Linked DNA regions of Rattus norvegicus: region 2 is linked to region 1. The links are chromatin contacts, called in public Hi-C maps. All regions are on one chromosome and are shown on one strand. The core of a region is the stretch at or near the end of the contact, and the rest is flanking DNA. Distances in the headings are between cores, read along the strand shown. Region 1 overlaps Rassf5 (Ras association domain family member 5). Region 2 overlaps Rassf5 (Ras association domain family member 5).

Region 1 (5,201 bases), core at 1,353-3,852:
CTTTTGGCCAATCTGGAATAGGTGAACAAGGACAAAGAGAAATGAACTTGGTTCAGAAGGATAGGGCTTGGTTTCCCTGGGAAACCTTTGGTTAGGTTTGATTGATCTTTAAAACACCTTTGAACCCACTGTCTTGCTTTTATATCAGTCCCGAGTGATAAAAGATTTTGATTCCAAACTTATAGAAGGAACCAAGATTTGGAGGGTCTCTTGATTCTCCTAAGATCACAAAATTAAGTGGGGGTCTAAAGCAAATACATACTGTCCATCCCCCCAAATACATACCGTCCACCCCCCCCCCCCAAATATATACCGTCCATCTCCCAGGTATTTGAGCAGGAACGAGGTTCTGGGATACTGTGATGGACAAGAAGGCATGGTTACTTCACTCAGCACAGACTACATTTAAATCCAAGGCCAGCCACAGTCCCTTAGAGAAGCTGAGACCCCATCCCCGGCAGTCGGTGAGGGATCCATGAAGGTTCCTGAGAAGTGTCCATTGTCTTCCTCATGTCCAGTGCTGATGGGCACAGAAGAAGCAGAAGTCATTCTGGCCTGGTCACGAAGGAGCTTCCATCCAGGAGAGACATGGCTTCCTGGGAGGTGGATGGAAATGGGATTGTAGAAAGACCCCAGATGGCGAGGGTTGACTTTCAATCAGCTCAGCTTCAGTCTGGCTGTGATTCATTTTCTCCAGCTGTAGAGGGGGGCGACGGTGGTAACTCTCTTCAGGTGTCTGCTGTGGAGGTACGTGAGCGGAAACAAGCTGACAACAATGCACGGCGCGCGCGCGGGAAAGCGGCGGTGCCGAAGGTTCACTGTCATCACCAACACCAGGCAGGGCTGCGGTGGTTAGGGAAGCCCTGTCAGGAAAAGCAGCTCAGGTGGGGAGACAGGAGGGAGACCATCAAAGGCCAGGCGAGGAGAGCACTTGGTCACATTTAGAAGTGGGAGAGTGACATTTTTTTTTTTTTTAGCAAAAGAGAGGTCTGTGTGATGTAGACCAAGGCAAAGCAAGCAGGGAGGGCGGACGCACTCTCTCTGCCTCCGCCTACTTGCCGCTCTGTGAATTTTGCTGGACATTTCTTGGTCTGCCCAGGACCCATTTGGGGATTAGAAGCTACAGGCCTCACTCCTTCGAGTAGAATAACCAAAATGAAGACTTCTGTTTGTCACTGACTGAAATGCAGAACTAGCCAGTGTAGCCTTGAAGATAAAATACAACAAAATCTGGCATAGCATAAATCTGTTTTGTGCAGGGGCTCTTAAAGGTATTTTTACTTAAATTGGTTTTTTGAGATGAAGAGTCTTGATAGCTCATTATGTAGACCAGGCTGGCCTTGAGTTTGCAGTGACTCTCCTCCTCTGCCTCCTAAGTGCTGGGGTCATAGGTGCTTTCCACCGCTCCCAGCCCGTTAGGGGAATTTTAATAGATATTCGGGAATTGTTCTGGGGAGAGCATCTGTGCTCCTAGGACTAGCACACAACGTCACATGGTTGTCATGCCTCCACATTATAACTTCCTTACTGCCAGAACTTCAAGGGCTTACAGTGGTCACTGCCTTTGTGGCTCAGGACATGAGACCAAGGAGCTTTTCAGCTACTGAGCCAAGGATGGACCAGACACGAAAACAGCCCCTGCCAGGGATTTAATCAGAGAGAATCACTTCCATGCTGCACGTCCCGAGATGGGTAAACTCTCGGGGAGACACCTGGCAAGTTTACTAAATCATAAGAGTTCCCCATTCTGTCTGGACACTGGGGCTCCCCAAGACACAAGTGCTGTCTTCCTGGCTTCTGACTTTGTGCTCATCACCAGAGATAAATCCTTCACTGTGAGGGCCTGAGACTGTGTCGGATGAACAGAAACCAGAGTCTGCCTTGTCCTTGGGAAGATTACTGAGTCATTGACTTGTCCACACGGTGGATACTGCCTTTTAGGTAAAATATGGGGACAGCTTTTATCTGTTGGCTCCAAAATAGTAGTCCTGTAGCCGGATGGAATTGTCGTGAGGGTTTCCTCACAGTTTCTAAACTCTGAAGCATGTTGAAATCATCTGATAGATTTCAAAAACTCTTGTTCCCAAGCTGCACCCAGATCAATGAAGTTGGCACTCTCTAAGGAGAAAGTTCAGGAAACCACATTTCTAGAAAATCCCCAGATGACGCCAATGTGCTTGGAAGTTTAAGAGTCCTTAGTCTAGGTTCTACGGTGTTTCCCTGCCGGTGGATTTTTGAGCTCGTGGACGGGGATCACTGGTTGGCCCTACTTTGGAAAGTGATTCATTCCATCTGTAGGGTAGACCTTGCCTGGCAGGTTCTGTGTGGGCAGCTGCCAGACTGAACTGGGTGCCGACATGGCGCTGACATTCTGTGGGAGCAAGGCTCTCAGTGCTGGCCACACACAGGCTGCTGACACTCCTAGGAAGGTGGTGCTCACCCTCCCTCCTGGAAGACCAGACCTTCCGATGCTCGGGCCAGGGATGCCATCCTCTGCCTGTCTGGAGTGCCCGTGGCTGCCTGCGTCATTTCCAGGCTTGTGGGAAGGGAACAGAATAGGTTGGTTGATGTAATGAGTAAAAAGTGGAACAGGAAGAAGAAGAAACCTAAAGCCAAGGCAGCTGTGACTCACTGTGGTCCAGAGTAGGCGTGGAAACGGGCCTCCGGCAGCCACAGCATAGCTACTTTTTCAACAAGGAAATAGCTGGAGGTTAACTGAAAACAGCGATCTTCCAGGGACTTCTAGAGTTTTCCATCACTTAATATGAGAATGTCCCAGGAATGAGAGTCAGTCTGCCTTAGAGATGGGCAGAACGGCGGATAAAACAGCAGCCACCCTGCTACCCATTTTGACTTGAAATGGCCAGAGAGCAAGGCAGGGCCACAGCCAGGCACATCTGGTCCACAGAGATGTACCCAGCTTGTGGAGACTGGAAATGGAGTCCCAGAAGTGAAGACGAATGACAGGGACCCATCTGAAAGTCCCCAGATTAATGGGTCAACCGTAAACAAAGACAGCCTGTGATGCTCACGTGGCTTACACACCTCAAGCAACCAAGGAAGAGGGCATCCTGGTAGGCCCCTACAGCCTGCCAGCTGCCCTCGCTCCGGATGTTAGGAGTTCTCCTTGCCAGCTTCATAGATAATGCAAGGCCCACCAGGATGCCTAGAGCTGTACACACTGACCAGGCTTCGTAGACGAATGCCCCACAGGCATTCTTGTCTTACCAGCAGTTCATCCCACGCCTGCGGTGTGAAAATTCAGTGACCATTGCTGGTGTGGTAGGGCGCTGATCCCTACATCAGAAGGGGCTGCCCTAGGGTGACCATATGGTCCACTGAGAACTGGGCTCCGTGCTTAGATAGACTTCATTCTTACTCCAACTTGGCTACTCACTGGCAGTGGGATACTGGCATTTATCTGTTGTGTTCATGACAGGTAGTATGTCAGAGAAGGCATCTGAAGCGCCAACATGGTTACCATCAGGAGTTGTGGGTGAAGAGAGCACAGGAGCAGACCATGGCCAGAGCCTCTACTGAAAGAGGATGCTAGCTCGTCTCTGTGGAGGGCTGGGAAGGGGAACCATGCAGACCCAGCAATGCCCACTGCTCTTGGCAATCACGTGGTCTACAGTTTCTGTGACCTGTAGGATTGGAGAGTTGGGGGAGGAAATGCTGGCCCGCTGTGCGCGTGCTGAAGTCCTGCAAATGGGCAGGCTGGAGGGAAGGAAAGGTCAGGGGCGAGTTCTGTTGGTGAGCGCCCCACTGTGCTTCAGTCAGTGGTGATGCCAGTGTGATGTGGGGAACTGTTGTAAAATTCCCCCAACCAAACCCACAAGCAGGTGTCAGATGGCGTCAGGTCATCCCTCTCTGGGCACCTGCTGCCTTATGTACCAGAGAGGATTCCTGACTGCCCAAGTCTGCTGGATTTCTAAGGTCGGGGTAATTCTGGGAGAATTTTCACTGACCAGCTCCTATACGCCACGCCACTCAGGGGAGCATGAAAACCAAACTGGGAAGTGGCCCTGAACATGAGAGAACTCCAGAGAACTGACTGTGAAAAAGACCTGTGTGGATCTCAGAACCCATACTGCAAGGAATACTGACATCCACATTAAGTTCATCCTTCCATTTTCCTGGGGGGGGGGGGGTCACAGAGTAAAGCAGGGAACTCTGTAAGAACGAATCTCGGTGATGCAGAGAGAACGCAGCCGGACAGATGTGGGATTTCTGGTTTGCTCTGCACATGCGGATGAGGGTCCTGGGCAAGTTGGTAAATGCCTCCAAGTCCCAGTGTTCTCCCTGGAAAATGGGGGTAACGTGTCATTGGGAATCAGGAAGTTGAGGTCTGTGAGATGTGGAGAGACAGCTTAGTCCTTCATATATAGATGAGGTCCCCAGCAAATGCTGACCTCGCAAGAATAGGGGGTACTAGCCCCCTGTCCCTAACAGTTCCTTCATGGCCAGTGACATGAGCTGACTGGCAGGCAGATGCCCTTGTCTGCTGCTATCAGCTTTCAGCACGTGCTCACACCTTTGCAGTGTTATCAGCACTTCTTGGAGATGGGCAGACCATGGCTTCATAGCTATCTGTAAGCACCTTTTCCATTCCAAACCACGATCACGAGTTCTACCCACTCACCACGTTCATGGCCAGTGCCCAGGTGTGGCACTGGTCTCTCAGCCAGTCTGGGATAGGTATTATTTCCATGTCATAGGTGAGGAAGCTGAGACTGAGAGAGATTTGAGTGACTGGCCTTTTGCTGCTCATGCTGGTACTTATTTCTCAGCCAGAGAGGCAGCATTTGGGAGGTGTGCTCACTGCCCTTTGTATCCTGAGAACCACTGAACTCATGGCCACTTGTCTGTTTCAGAATGTCTGTAAGGCTGTGGAGGAGACACAGCACCCGCCCACCATACAGGAGATCAAGCAGAAGATTGACAGCTATAACAGCCGGGAGAAGCACTGCCTGGGCATGAAGTTGGTAAGTAGAGCTTGTCATCCTTACCCAGCATCCTTTCTGCCCCTTCTCCACAGGAACAGCGACTCCTTTACAGCTCACTCTATGCTCAGGCCCAGCTTTCTGTGGCCTCAGGGACCCAGAGAAATAGCATAGGCTCCAGATACAACCTCTGTCCCAGTCACTCTCTGGCTACTTTGGGAAAGTTTAGCCTCTCCTTACTGCAGTGTAGAATAGAGA
Region 2 (5,201 bases), core at 1,622-4,121, 41 kb before region 1:
ATGTGCTGGCTTCACTTGGTTAGCGTTTCAACCTGCCTGTTGCCAGAGAAGGGGAGAAGGTGGCTAGAGAGCTGGGAACCATGGGATTCTGTCTCTGCCTTCCTCGAAGGACCCCATGGGCAGCTGGGGTGCGGCATTAAAGAAAACAGATGCGGACAAGGGACTCACACATAGTGGTAAAGCCACTTCCTGGCTGCCGGGTCTTTCCTGAGCAAAGTGACTTCCCTGTGCTCTGGTTTTTTCCAAGTGAGGCTTCTCCTTGGGCACTTCTGTCATTAAAGTTCTCAGACAGACACTGTGGACAAGCTTCCAACATGGCTGCCTGCTCTTTCTTTGCACACAGGCCAGAGTGGACATCTGCCTCTCGTGGGAAGGCATAGTATTCGAAGGTTGCCTGGGCAGAAATGGAAGAGGGACACAAAGCTCTTAAAGCATCTTCTCTAGAAAAATCCCTCTCAGCGAGCTACCACGTCAGACAATTGACAGGCAGAGGAGCTAAGGCAACGTCCAGAGCCAAGCAAGTGTGCCAGCATGTAACATCCTTTGACTGGACTGTGGGGGCAGGGGTCCTGGGGGGTTCACGGATGAGAGAGGAGCAGACCTGTCTCTACAGAAACCTCTGTGGTCCTAGCTACGGGGACCTGGCTGCAAGGGACCTTTTGTCTCCTGCAGAGAGGCTGGCCACAGATGTCATCTATTTACTTTCCTTTTCACTGAAGAAGTGTGCCATACCCTCTGGCAAGCTGCCCTTTGGATGTCTCTAAGTGACCTAAAAGCAGGCATGGAAAAACCAGTTGGATATAGTGGCTTGGTTGTCCCATAAAAGACTGGCCCTGAGTATGAGTAACTCCTGGCCATGAGTAACTAACTCTCCGACTCTCCAGCCAGGCATACCTGTGCACTTGTGTCTCTGTTATACTCCAACCTGCACATCCAGACCAGTTTCTTTTGGTGTCCCACAGTCTGCATGTAGCAGATGAGATTCCTTTTAAATCAGACCTGTTTGGCTGAGGTCAGTGGGTCACTGACCCACTCCAGGTTACCAGAGAGCTAGGCTACCCTCTGCTCCCTCTCAGCAGTGGTGTCTGCTTCAGATGCAAAGTAGAACAAAGTGACCCGTACCTTTCTCTTGCACCCATGCCCCTCACTCCTGAGCCCGTGTCCTTCTCTATCAGCTCCCCAGGGAGCCCCTCTGTCTTCTCGGGGGGGTCCCCAGGGATGGTGGTGGAGATTCAGAGCTAGGGAGGGCCTCTGCTGTTTTGTCTTATTTATACCTAGAGTAAAGTGACACTTGCTACATCGGGAGAAGCGCTGGGAGGGGGCAGGGCTGAGGGAGCACCGGCACAGTGGTTCTCAACCTTCCTAATGCCCTGACCCTTTGATATAGTTTTCCATGTTCTGGTGACCACAATCATAAAATTATTGCATTGCTACTTCATAACTATAGTTTTGCTACTGCTATTGATTGTAACGTAAATATCTGATGTGCAGGATATCTCATGTGTGACCCCTGTGAAAGGCTCATCTGACCCCCAAAGGGGTCGCAACCCACAGGCTGAGAACCACTAAAGCTGGGTTCCGAGACCACACGCTGGCTGCTTCTTGCTCAGCTCTTTAAACTTGTCTACTGTAGTTCAAACATACTTTCTCTGGTAACTGGATCTCTCCTTCCTGCGTGACCATCCAAGCAGGGCGTGTCTGCATTGAACTCTTTCCTTTGTTCTCTGGCTATGCAACCTTTTCATACACTTCTTCCCATGACACAGAATCAGGGACATCTGTCCTGATGGGTGCACACTGGCACGGCTTTGTTCAAAACTTGTTCTGTGTCGTTGCACTTTCCTCTGCATGACCACACCTGAGGCACAGCCTGGACCTTCTGGTGGGGTGTTCTGATGACCACTTTCTACCTTCATAAGCTCATGAAAAATAAGGTTCACCTGTCTTCCTTACCATGACACTCCCTGACTCGAATATCAACTCTTTCTTCCCAGAACTATTATACACCAGGGCCTGCACATCCCTTACCTGCGTACCCTCCATCACCACGACTAATCACCACTGTCAGCAACGTGTATTTCAGGAGGCCACAGTGCCACCACATAAAGAAGTCATTGACTAGGGGCATGTCTCTTTAAGGTACACGCTGTACCATTAGGCAACATTGCCTACCATTAGGAGACATCGTATGGGAAAACTATAAATACACTGCCTACGTACAGTCAAGAGATTAAGTAAAATTGGAAATGGTTTAGCGACTGTAAGAGGACCGACTCCATTATGCATTGATTTACCTGCTCCACTCTGTGAAATGAGTCCAGGCACTCTACCCCTGAGCTAAAACTGGCGCTAATTTTAGACAACTTACGAGCATTATGGGTAAATCTGCGTCAATGGTATGAGTGTTGGAAGCATCTAAAAGATACAGAAAGAAATCCGGGATGAGAAGGATAGTCCTAGCACTCTGGTATCGATTAGTGCTGTCTGTAATAGAAGCCTGAGTCCTGAAATTCACTTATAATCAAGTACACACACACACACACACACACACACACACACACACACACGCACGCACGCACACACTCACGCGCACGCACGCACACACACACACACACACACACACACACACACACACACACCCCGCATGGGGCAAGACCATGCCTCTGCAGGCCTTCCCAGAAGCCTGCTTCTGCCAGGTCAGTTGGGTGTATCTGGGACAAAGGTACAGGAGACCTAGGCAGCATGCCTGGGACTGTGACAAGAAGCCCGTCATGGGGAGCTGGTAACGAGATGTCAAACGTAGAGAAACACTGATAATCTGTTTGGTGAGACAGGATCTTCCTATGTAGCCGAAGCTGGCTGGATCTGCCACGTAGCCCAGGGCTGGCCTCCACTCATCACCCTCCTGCCAAGTGTTGGGATTACAGGCTTACACCACCACAGCTGGCCCAGATATCTGTTGTAATATCCACCAAGCAACAACCCGAGCAGAGAGGTTCCTTCAGAAAGAGTCTGCATGTCAACTTCACCCAGTCTTACCCTAGCAAAAGGGGGTCATTGGGAGTTAATGATGACCATAGTCTTGGGATTAGCTTTGGATCACTTCCTTATGCCTCTGTCCTCACAGGCTCCCCAACACCACCCTACTCCCCCAGGACTTTCTCTTCTGAAGCTTGACCTGTAGGATCCTTCACAAAGCCACCATCTCTCTTTTACATAGCAACTGAACAGATGAGTCAAACTCGGGCTTGTTCAGGTACAGCCTCTCTCTTTCAGAGATAGCACAGCTCCTCAGCCAGCTGCCACCTTGTCTGCCCATGAGAAGTGTGAGCATGTCTGTCTGTCTGTCTGCCTGTCTGTCTCTGTCTCTGTCTTCTGTCTCTTCCATGTTGGAGGTATGTAGTGGGCTTGTTGGGGGTGGTCTGCCTTTCTTCTGAAACAAGGAGGTACAGTTCATGGAAGACTTGGGGCCTCAAGCTCCTTTCTAGAAAGGTTGAGATGTAGGTGTCCCAAACTGGCTGTCTGACCCTGGGAGTAAGAGGTTTCCATCCTCCTGTTGCTGGGTGTCTTAGTCAGGGCTTCTATTCCCGCACAAACATCATGACCAAGAAGCAAGTTGGGGAGGAAAGGGTTTACTCAGCTTACACTTCCACACTGCTGTTCATCAACCAAAGGAAGTCAGGACTGGAACTCGCACAGGGCAGGAGGCAGGAGCTGATGCAGAGGCCATGGAGAGATGTTACTTACTGGCTTGCTTCCCCTGGCTTGCTCAGCCTGCTCTCTTACAGAACCCAAGACCACCAGCCTAGAGATGGCACCACCCACAATGGGCTTGATCACCCCCTTGATCACTAGTTGAGAAAATGCCTTACAGCTGGGTCTCATGGAGGCATTTCCTCAATGGAGGCTCCTTTCTCTGTGATAACTTCAGCTTGGGAGAAGTTGACACACAAGACCAGCCAGTACACTGGGCTCATGAGGGGTTTAACCAGGAGTGTGCAAACTGTATAGGCTGTGTTGATTTGGGTTATGGTTGCAGATGTCCAGGCCTGGTTGCTGTAGCGTGCCCACCATCTTACTCATATGAAACCTACTTGCCCATAAGATCTAGTCGTCCATCCATCTGCCTCACTCTTCTGGACCAGCCACAGGCAGATGTGTACCACTGACGAGTGGGAGGGTTCGTGTACCACTGAGGAAGGGGACAGTTAGTGTACCACTGAGGAAGGGGAGGGCTAGTGTACCACTGATGAAGGGGAGGGTTCCTGTACCACTGAGGAAGGGGAGGGTTAGAAGGGGAGGGCTAGCGTACCACTGAGGAAGGGGAGGGTTAGAAGGGGAGGGCTAGTGTACCACTGAGGAAGGGGAGGGTTAGAAGGGGGAGGGCTAGTGTACCACTGAGGAAGGGGAGGGCTAGTGTACCACTGAGGAAGGGGAGGGCTAGTGTACCACTGATGAAGGGGAGGGTTCCTGTACCACTGAGGAAGGGGAGGGTTAGAAGGGGAGGGCTAGCGTACCACTGAGGAAGGGGAGGGTTAGAAGGGGAGGGCTAGTGTACCACTGAGGAAGGGGAGGGCTAGTGTACCACTGAGGAAGGGGAGGGCTAGTGTACCACTGAGGAAGGGGAGGGCTAGTGTACCACTGAGGAAGGGGAGGGCTAGTGTACCACTGAGGAAGGGGAGGGCTAGTGTACCACTGAGGAAGGGGAGGGCTAGTGTACCACTGAGGAAGGGAAGGGTTAGAAGGAGAGGGTTAGTATACCACTGAGGAAGGGGAGGGTTAGAAGGAGAGGGTTAGTGTACCAATGAGGAAGGGAAGGACTAGTGTACCATTGAGGAAGGGGAGAGTTAGTGTACTACTGAGGAAGGGGGGACAGTTATTGAACTGTTCTGACCACCTTAGTTCAACAGAAGAAGACCTGATAATGAGGAAAATCTTGGCTAGAGCTGGGCATGGTGGCACATGCCCGTAATCTCAGCAGTAGGGAGGCTGAAGCAGGAGGATTATGTATGTGAGTTCCAGGCCAGCACAGACTCCTTACCAAGATATATAAAAGCTCTTGGTTAGTGTTAATTACATGCTGACCCCACAGAACTTGCGTATATGACCTCCCACAGAGCTGAAAACCCCTGCTGCTGTTTATTGAGCAACGATTAAGTATCAGGCGCCCCTGGGTGCGTTATCTAAACGTTCTCTAATTT

Evidence for each region. Hi-C and Micro-C count contacts between places; a contact is called where the count stands out from the background.
Region 2: a Hi-C map of liver shows a contact between it and region 1, with 2.9 times the contacts expected there. The contact joins two enhancer-like sites. A contact is called at or near these places in 5 of 12 Hi-C or Micro-C datasets (Schwann cells, hepatocytes, liver and 1 more).

The regions. Positions count from the first base shown.
Region 1 is chr13:45,194,797-45,199,997 of GRCr8, reverse strand. It overlaps Rassf5 (Ras association domain family member 5), which reads left to right. Exons shown (of 6, transcript NM_019365.4): 3 at 4,875-4,985. Among named protein-coding and RNA genes, the nearest start is that of Eif2d, 29 kb to the right of the region's middle. Within about 2 kb of position 2,602, at least 26 of the 93 cell types and tissues checked have an H3K27ac peak or open chromatin away from gene starts, as enhancers often do. A contact at or near this core is called in liver, where this site is marked.
Region 2 is chr13:45,235,986-45,241,186 of GRCr8, reverse strand. The region is part of intron 1 of Rassf5 (Ras association domain family member 5); the gene reads left to right. Among named protein-coding and RNA genes, the nearest start is that of Rassf5, 17 kb to the left of the region's middle. Within about 2 kb of position 2,871, at least 2 of the 93 cell types and tissues checked have an H3K27ac peak or open chromatin away from gene starts, as enhancers often do. A contact at or near this core is called in liver, where this site is marked.